Linked DNA regions of Gossypium hirsutum: regions 1 and 3 are each linked to region 2. The links are chromatin contacts, called in public Hi-C maps. All regions are on one chromosome and are shown on one strand. The core of a region is the stretch at or near the end of the contact, and the rest is flanking DNA. Distances in the headings are between cores, read along the strand shown.

Region 1 (2,700 bases), core at 36-2,535, 320 kb before region 2:
AAATTCCTTCCTAAAATTCACCTTAAAAAAATATCATTACATATTAACTAACTTATTTTAAGTTAAAATATGAGTTTTCTTTTTTTAAATTTATTATTTTATCTCCTTGTATGTTTTTTATTTATTTATTACATTTAAATAGTTATTGATGTTTACTTTTGCATTCAAATATTTAATATATTTGAAAACAATTCTGATATAAAAATTTAAAATTAAAACTTGAAATTACAATATTTTTCTCATAAATCATTTTAATATCTTAGCATACAAATAAGCCAAGTTTCCAGAAAGGGCTTTGATCAAGAAAATTAGACAAAGAGTCTATTTATGATATTAATCCTTATACTCTTTTCACATTTATAATTTTAACCCAAGAGTTTAATACAACTATTGTTTTTTATTTGATAATTAAAGGTCTAATTGATAATATAATTAAATATGAGATTTTAAAAAAAAATTAATTTGCTCAATAGCCAATATTATACATATAAAAAAATAAATAAGCAAAATATGGATTATAAAGTTTTCATTTTTAAATATGAGATTTTAAGTTTCTTTAATATTGTTTTAAAGAAATAGAGTGAAAGTCGATACTTTATTTTATCTATATGGTTTTTATGTAATTTTAAATCGACTCTCGAGCAATTTTTTTTAAAATTTTAATTAGTTCATTTATTTTGCGAAAGTTGTAGATTTAATTATTATACTCTAGTTTAATCAATTTTAATCTTTATATTTTTTGAATTTGGTCAATTTTAATGTTAACCTAAACAACATCAGTTAAATTCAATTACTAGTCATGTACTATGCATATAGTTGTAGATTTAACCCATATTTAACAATTGGATCATTTTAAGTCCGTGTACTTTTTTGAATTTTAAAATTTTAGTCTTGATGTGAATGGCATTTGTTAATTCATTAACTAGATTTTTGGTGAATAATACGTGAAACTAACAAGCTGATATGACATTACCCATATGCTAATATGTTTGCCACATTAGATTTTAGAAATAGCAAAAATTAACTTAATGATTTAGTAGTTATTGTTTGGTGAGGATTGAAATTTTAAAATTTGAAAAGTAAAAAAATTAAAATATATGGATTAGATTCATAACTTTCATAAAGTACAGGGATAAATTGTAAAATTTAACCAAGAAAAATACAATATCTTTTACTTAGAAAATATATATTATTTTATTTAAATGAATAAATTGATAGAATGAAATTCATTAAAAAAAACAATTAAACAAACTATAATAATAAAAATAATTCTCCCATTCTTTTCTTTCTTTCCATCTTTTGCTCCTTCATTTCCTCTCTTTTTTACATTTCTTTCTCTCTCTTTCCTTTCTTTATTTTTTTCTTTTTTTTCCTTTCTATTTTCTCTCTCCCCAAACACAAAACCTCAAAATTACAAAAAGAAAAGGCTTTCTTTTTTGTAATCTCTCCTTTGTCAGATCTCTCGATGTTTTGCTCTTTCTATTCTCGGATCCTTTTCCTTATAGCTCAAAAATTGAGGTTAGAAATATATATATATATTTCATCTAGGATTTGCTCTTTTATAATTAATGGTTGTAGATCTAGGAATTTATATCCTTTAATTTTTCTTTGTGTTGAATTTCAGGTTTTCCATTTTCGCTTTTGTCTCAGCTCTCACTTCAATCAGGAATCATTATTGAGCTCAAAATTTTATTTTTGGCAGTTTTCCCCCAAATTTTGCATCTTGTTAAGGCAGGTATTTGAGTTCTAAATTTTCTTAGATTTTTTTATAAAAAATTGTTTTGCTTCTTTAATGAATGAGCAACTTTGTATTTATGTAATTTAAATTTAGCATTTTTTTTAATATAGTAGTTGATAGTGCAATACTGCAGTTTATAATTTATTAATGATAGATTTTTGGAGTAATTTATTAGAGAATCATAGTGCAATAAATGAAATTTGGAATTTACTTTTATCTGAATTTATTAATGTCTTCATTTCTGGAAACGGGTCTCTTTTAATTTTTGAAAATGATATGTTATCTGCTTTCCAGTTTAGGTAAAAGGGTTTAATTTAACTTTCAAAGATTGGTATGATTTTGCCATTTTTTTTCAATATAATCGGAATTTGATGCTCGCTTTGGTTTGCGTCTAGGTTTGCTGAATTTTATATTCTGTGGATAGTTTTGTTTTCCATTAACTGTTTTTAGTCTTTCTGTACGTGATGAAATTTTCTGTTGTTTCTCAATTCCCCATCTCTAGAGTTGTGCCGATATTTCCCAAGGAGTTTTGATTCCTTTTATGGTTTTAATACGTTTATGTATGCTATCACGATTCTTATGTAGCATTTCAATAAAGGACTGTCATGGTTGATCCACTTATAGCTTGTCGCGATGTATAAAGAGTGAGCATGTATTTTAAAACAAAAATAATGAACCTGTTGGAGTTGGAGTGCAAGTATGGAAAAGTGAGCGGAAAAAAGGCATGGTCTTTATTTCTTCTTCCTTTTTTGTTGTTTATATATGTATTTTAATTTTGCGTGTATTCTATATATTTTTTTTTCAGGTTTTGAGTTTTGGATGGTTCATCCCTGTTGCTAAGGCTTTGTGTGTGATTACAAAGAGATGAGTCACACAAAACATGAGCGGGAAGATGGAATGCTCTCTAAGGATCAGACAGAATCGCCATATATCGATGATGGTAGCTGTGGAGGAGGTGGAGC
Region 2 (2,700 bases), core at 53-2,552:
ATTTTCAAAATAAAATGTCGACCGTTTTTTCAAAAAAAAACAAGAATGGTTTTGACAATCATATAGAAATAGAAACACACATATTCAGTTGCCCAGATTCAATATCAGATTAACTTGTATTCCATTACTACATACTATCTCAATTCTATTTATCACATCACATTAGTGCATGAAAAAAAATTAGTTTTAATCCTATAATTGAAAATACACACACGAGTTTAAGTTGAAACAGAGTCCTAAATACATTTACAAAGGCCTCAACGAACGTTGGTTTACTCAGGAACTAAAATGAGTCAATTTACCAAACAGAACATGTAATTGGCCCATTTCGCCCGGGATTGTTAGAGAAAAATCAAAAATAAAAATAAACAAAAACAAAAATAAATTAAGATAAAAACCAATAAAAGTCCATCATCAATGTCCTTTTACAAAATTTCAGGCTCAAATAAAGAACCTATACTAGCCAAATACAATTCTAACCCAAAGTCATAAACCCATATCCTAAACCTAGCCCAAATACAGAACCCAAAAGGGGAATCTCAACAGCCGAGAGCACTAGAAGCTTCTGGAACGTGCCAGAATAGTACCAAGGGGTCCGGCTCCCATGAACGATTTCCCCGCACGGCCTCTTTCACGCACACCTTTCCTCACTCCTCCGTACGGCTGTTCCTGCAAAGAACACACGAGAAGAAAGAGATAACCAAATTCACAGCAAATGCCAGCAACGAAAATGTAATTTTATTTTTTTTACTTTATTCTGTAAATCCGGCTATAAAAAGCCGTTGAATGTACTCTAAGAGGATTTACGCACTCACACTATTCGCATACTAATTAAATAGAGAGAAATCAATCAAGATTCAGAGGTGATTGCCTATTTAAGCTTTGTGTTTTTTTACTTTTGCATTCAGTTTATTTTCATGGTTGCATCTAATTCTGTCAAAAAGAAACAAAGGTGAACAGAAACCTTACAGTGCGAGCAGGCCATGGATTTCTTCTCCTTTCTTCTCTGAAATCGAAGTTGAGGAGGGATTTCGGGCTGAGATTTCTCCGGGCTCGACGAGCACCATCCGGTGAAGATGAATAGGTGATTAGGAAGGGGGAATCTAACGGTGCCATCCATCAATTGTGATGTTGAAAGCGTCGGCTGAATGGGAGCAAATCCTTAGGGTTTGTTTCCCCTCTTCAATTTGCTCTGTCGAAATAAGCTTTTAGAAGCTGTTTTCTTCTTTTAATTGGCACCATGAGACGACGATGTTTAAGGCATGGATTTGTAGCCTTGAAACGGCACCGTTTAGGCTTGCCCGACCCAATCCGGTTCCTTTACCCCTTGGATCCGCGTGTTTCTGCGGAGGAGGATAATTGCGCAATTGATCCTTCTTTTTTCGCGCTACCACTCAATTACATGTTATTTTCTTATTTCTTTTTTTAATTTGGCTTGGCAATTTGAGTGCATTTGCAATTGGATCCGTGCTTCAGCAGAATGTTTTTGGAGATCTGGATTATTTCCAGCTTTAGCCCATACACATTTGCACGCATTGCGCGAGGGTCCTCGTTTTAATTTCAAAAGCTTATTTCACTTGTAAATTATCCTCTTAATTTTATTCTTGCTTCGATTGAGTTTTCTTTTAGCTTAAGTTTTATTCTTTATTTTTTTCCAAAGAAATCCATTTGTAATATATCCTCATGCATGTTTTAACTTGTTTAATTTTTACCATATATGTATGTAAAGATATTTTATATTTTTTTTAAGTCTGCATGATTTTAAATCTAACATTATGGTACATAATTCATATTAAATTACCTTTATACTCCCATACGTGTTATTGATTTCACATTATTTTATGTAAAAATTTTCAATGAATGTATAGTTTCCGTTATGTAAAAATTTTCAATGAATGTATAGTTTCCATTAAGTTTACTTATGTGTACACCATGTTTTTTTAAGAACCATATTTAAGAGTATATATTCTAGTTATATCATATACTTCTACATATCATTATCTTATGTATGTATTATTTACATGTACCATTAATCCAAATCAATTTGTTACATATAAAATTATGTTATATGTCATTTGTTTCAAAATTCCCTTATAAATATAGTTTTATAAATATACATCACTAGATTTAGGTATTTTATAAATGTAGTTTTTTTATCTTTTGCGTACATGATTATATTTTTAAAATTTGTTACGTGTATAATTTATATATTTATTTAATTTTTCATACATTATTAATTTCATGCTATAATTATTCCCAAATCTATTTATATATACATGTTTTATGAATTTATTATATACATTATATCTTATTATGTGTTTTATTATTCTTTTATGTTTTATATATTATTTAAGCAATCATGCATATTGTCAATTCTTAAATAAATTTGTGTTTAAAATATTTTACATATTATTTGATTCAAATGTTTTATTTCAATAATTATATTACTAGTTTTTATGTAAATCAATCTACTCATATAGTATGTATATTATGTGTTCGTTAATTCGTAATTATTATAAAATTGTCTTATACTACATCTTTTGCTAATTTCCGCTTTATTTTGTACATATTTTGTGGGTTGTTTTACATTTATTGTTGTGGTATATTATTTAGTCACTGTTTTATCAATTGTTCTCCATTCATGATTAAGAATTTGGTTACATTTTACTTAGAATCGTCGTACATAATTGTTGGATTCAT
Region 3 (2,700 bases), core at 117-2,616, 420 kb before region 2:
TTTAACATTGTTGGAGCTTAATTTTCAAATGGTAGAAGAAAGAGAATAGATTGATTTAAAGATAACCTTATTCTTTTACTTGGTGACTTGGTCTTACTTGGTGTTGAAGCTTATTTTGAATTTACTTGGAGAGGAAGCATTAATTCAAAATTTAAAGGGGGGATTTTTGTGTGGATAATTTCTTTATTTTAAATGTTGATTTATCTTTTCAAGTTACTTGGAGAAGCCGTCGTAGTTGTTACTTTTTGCTCTGTAATTTTGCATTCTTTTTTTTTAGGTATTGCTTGGAGAGTAAACTTAAACGAGTTTGGGCTATAATTATCATTGTTGTAAGCGTAAATTAAACTTTAGCTAATAGGTGATCCGGACAATAGTTAAATAAAATCATTAGCGAGGTTCTATAGGGTAGGATTGACGAATTCGAATTGCGTTACCAAATATTGTGTGTTGATTTTTCCCTTAGCCTTGCTTTCCTCTTATAATATGTTCGTTAAACTACCAGCACACCAAAGCTTTTTTTAAGTCTTTGCCTAGGATTTTCGCTTTGGTGTCTAATAAGGTGGGAAAAGTTTGTGAGTTAGGAAGATAGGAGAATGGAAGCTAGAAGTAGGGCATTTGTTTGTGAAGAACTCCCTATGATTGGGAATTGAATCAGTGGGAAGCCTTGAAGCTCTAGTTGGAAGGGTTCAATTTTGGGTCCATGCAAGCTGATTGCATCAGGTGCTACGATTCATCAATAGGAATTTATTCGTCTAAAGATTATTGCAGGTTGGTGTGTTCAAAGGGGATGGTATCTTGTACTGCTTGGAGGAAGCTGTGGATTGGTCTTACCCCTCTTAAGATTGAATTCTTTTCCCTACAAAAGTGGAATTTGCTAAATGTGTGGTTGTTTCTGATGCAATGATCATTTTTAGTTTATGCCATCTTGCTCTTAAGTCGGTTGTCCATCTCTGCCTTAATTGTGAGATCTCGTGGTGAATTTTGCTGAGATAGGTGGCCCTTTGGAATGTCAATTGGGCCTGCCCCTGTAACGCTCGGTTGTTCCCTGATGCTTGAGTCCAAGCTGGTAGGTTGAGCAGATGGGCTAAGGCATGGGAGGTGGCATTTTTTAACGATCTCTTGGTTTATCTGTCTTTTTTTTGGAATGAATTTGTTTCCAAGGGGAGGGTCGTTGATATTAACTATTTATTCGACCTTACTTTGATGAGAATAGTATGGTGGAGTAACGCAAAATGGCCTAAAGCTACTCTTTCCTTGAATGATTTCCTTTTATGCCATAAATTTCGTAGGATGCTCAAGTCGACAAGGCGGTCTCTATCTTCCCTTCGGATGTCGTCCGCTCCACGGACTTTGAAATTTAGTGTTGACCCGGTTAGAATTAACCCTGGACCAGCTGGTCTTCAGGGATTTTATCCGATCATAATGGTACTACCCTTTTTACTTTCTCTATTGTGATTGGTGTTTGTGACCCCTTGATTTCTGAGTTACAAGCTGTTAAAGGAAGCTTTGGATATCTTCGTTGCTTGTAACGGGCTAGCGGTGCTAGATTGATTATTGAGAATGATTATTAAAGGTTAAATTCTACTACTTTTTGCAAAAATTAATGGATTATCCTAAAACCATACTTTTCGAATTTTAAAATTTCAATCTTGATGCAAATGATCATTATTAATCATTTAATTGGATTTTTCATGAGTAATGAAAAAATAATATGCTAATATGACATAACACATGATAATATATTTGATGCATCAGATTTTGAAAATAACAAAACTTAATGAATTTAATAATTACCATTCGGTGAGGACTGAAACTGAAATTTTACCGGGAAATCATTTACATTAAGAGGAGGGCTTATGGGAGTGCAGATAAATTGGCAAAAGCTGCCATTCTTAAAGGAGGCCCTGGTGGGATCTCATTTGCTTCCTGGTGATTTGGGGGCTGGTCGTGGCCACCTGCTACATGGGTTTGGCTCTTGGTCTTTATTTATGATAATATGTTGTACCTTTAGGGACAAAACTACACATTTAATTTCAAAAGGAAATTAAAAAAAAAAGAAAAAAAAGAAAAGGCGCACAACTACACATTTAGGGACAAAGCTTACCAGTTGAATTAATTTCATAGTAAAAAAGTAAATACATGAAGGGGGAAAGAAAAACTCTTACAAGAGGGAAGCAACCGTTACCGGCATATGAAACAATGGCTGCCTCTGGAAGATGCATTGACTTCAACCTTATACCTCAATTGAAACCAGAAACAGATTCCAGAAGCTAGTTTGTATATGCAAAACTTTCACACTAGCTGCTACGGGATTGTTAGAATGGGGCTGATGATGTTCTACGAAGCTGATATTTTGGCTCGGGAGGAGGTGCGGACGGCAGCAGCTTCTCTAGCTCCTGAGAATATAAAATCCCAGAACCAAGAATGAAAACAAATCGTATGCAGTAGTGATGAATGAAACTTGTAAAAATTTTCATGTATGAAACCATGAATGAAAACTACATGCAGAAGCAAATGCAGTTGTAATATGTGCGGTATCATTTTCAGGCTGAATTGAATCAGAGAAAATATTTAAGGAGTTAAGATTTGAGGGCTGGAAACACAAAAACAAGGAAACCAATGCCGTCTCCAGTTGTTTCTTGTACTTCTCACAGTAAATCAAGGATCTTAGGTTCTATGCTACTCGGACTTGAGTGTAAG

The links. Hi-C and Micro-C count contacts between places; a contact is called where the count stands out from the background.
Region 1: a contact with region 2 is called in a Hi-C map of leaf, with 2.6 times the contacts expected there. The contact joins the promoter of LOC107957239 here to the enhancer-like site in region 2. A contact is called at or near these places in 7 of 34 Hi-C or Micro-C datasets (anther, hypocotyl, leaf and 1 more).
Region 3: a contact with region 2 is called in a Hi-C map of leaf, with 3 times the contacts expected there. The contact joins two enhancer-like sites. A contact is called at or near these places in 6 of 34 Hi-C or Micro-C datasets (hypocotyl, leaf, petal and 1 more).

What each region holds. Positions count from the first base shown.
Region 1 is chrA05:35,168,803-35,171,502 of Gossypium_hirsutum_v2.1, reverse strand. LOC107957239 (transcription factor GAMYB) reads left to right here and starts at 1,285. Exons shown (of 5, transcript XM_016892710.2): 1 at 1,285-1,518; 2 at 1,625-1,731; 3 at 2,544-2,700. The coding sequence starts at 2,603.
Region 2 is chrA05:34,853,608-34,856,307 of Gossypium_hirsutum_v2.1, reverse strand. No RefSeq gene overlaps it. Among protein-coding and RNA genes, the nearest start is that of LOC121229078, 34 kb to the left of the region's middle. Within about 2 kb of position 1,302, at least 9 of the 9 cell types and tissues checked have an H3K27ac peak or open chromatin away from gene starts, as enhancers often do. A contact at or near this core is called in hypocotyl and leaf, where this site is marked.
Region 3 is chrA05:35,271,212-35,273,911 of Gossypium_hirsutum_v2.1, reverse strand. It overlaps the pseudogene LOC121229081. Among protein-coding and RNA genes, the nearest start is that of LOC107904393, 11 kb to the left of the region's middle. Within about 2 kb of position 1,366, at least 8 of the 9 cell types and tissues checked have an H3K27ac peak or open chromatin away from gene starts, as enhancers often do. A contact at or near this core is called in hypocotyl and leaf, where this site is marked.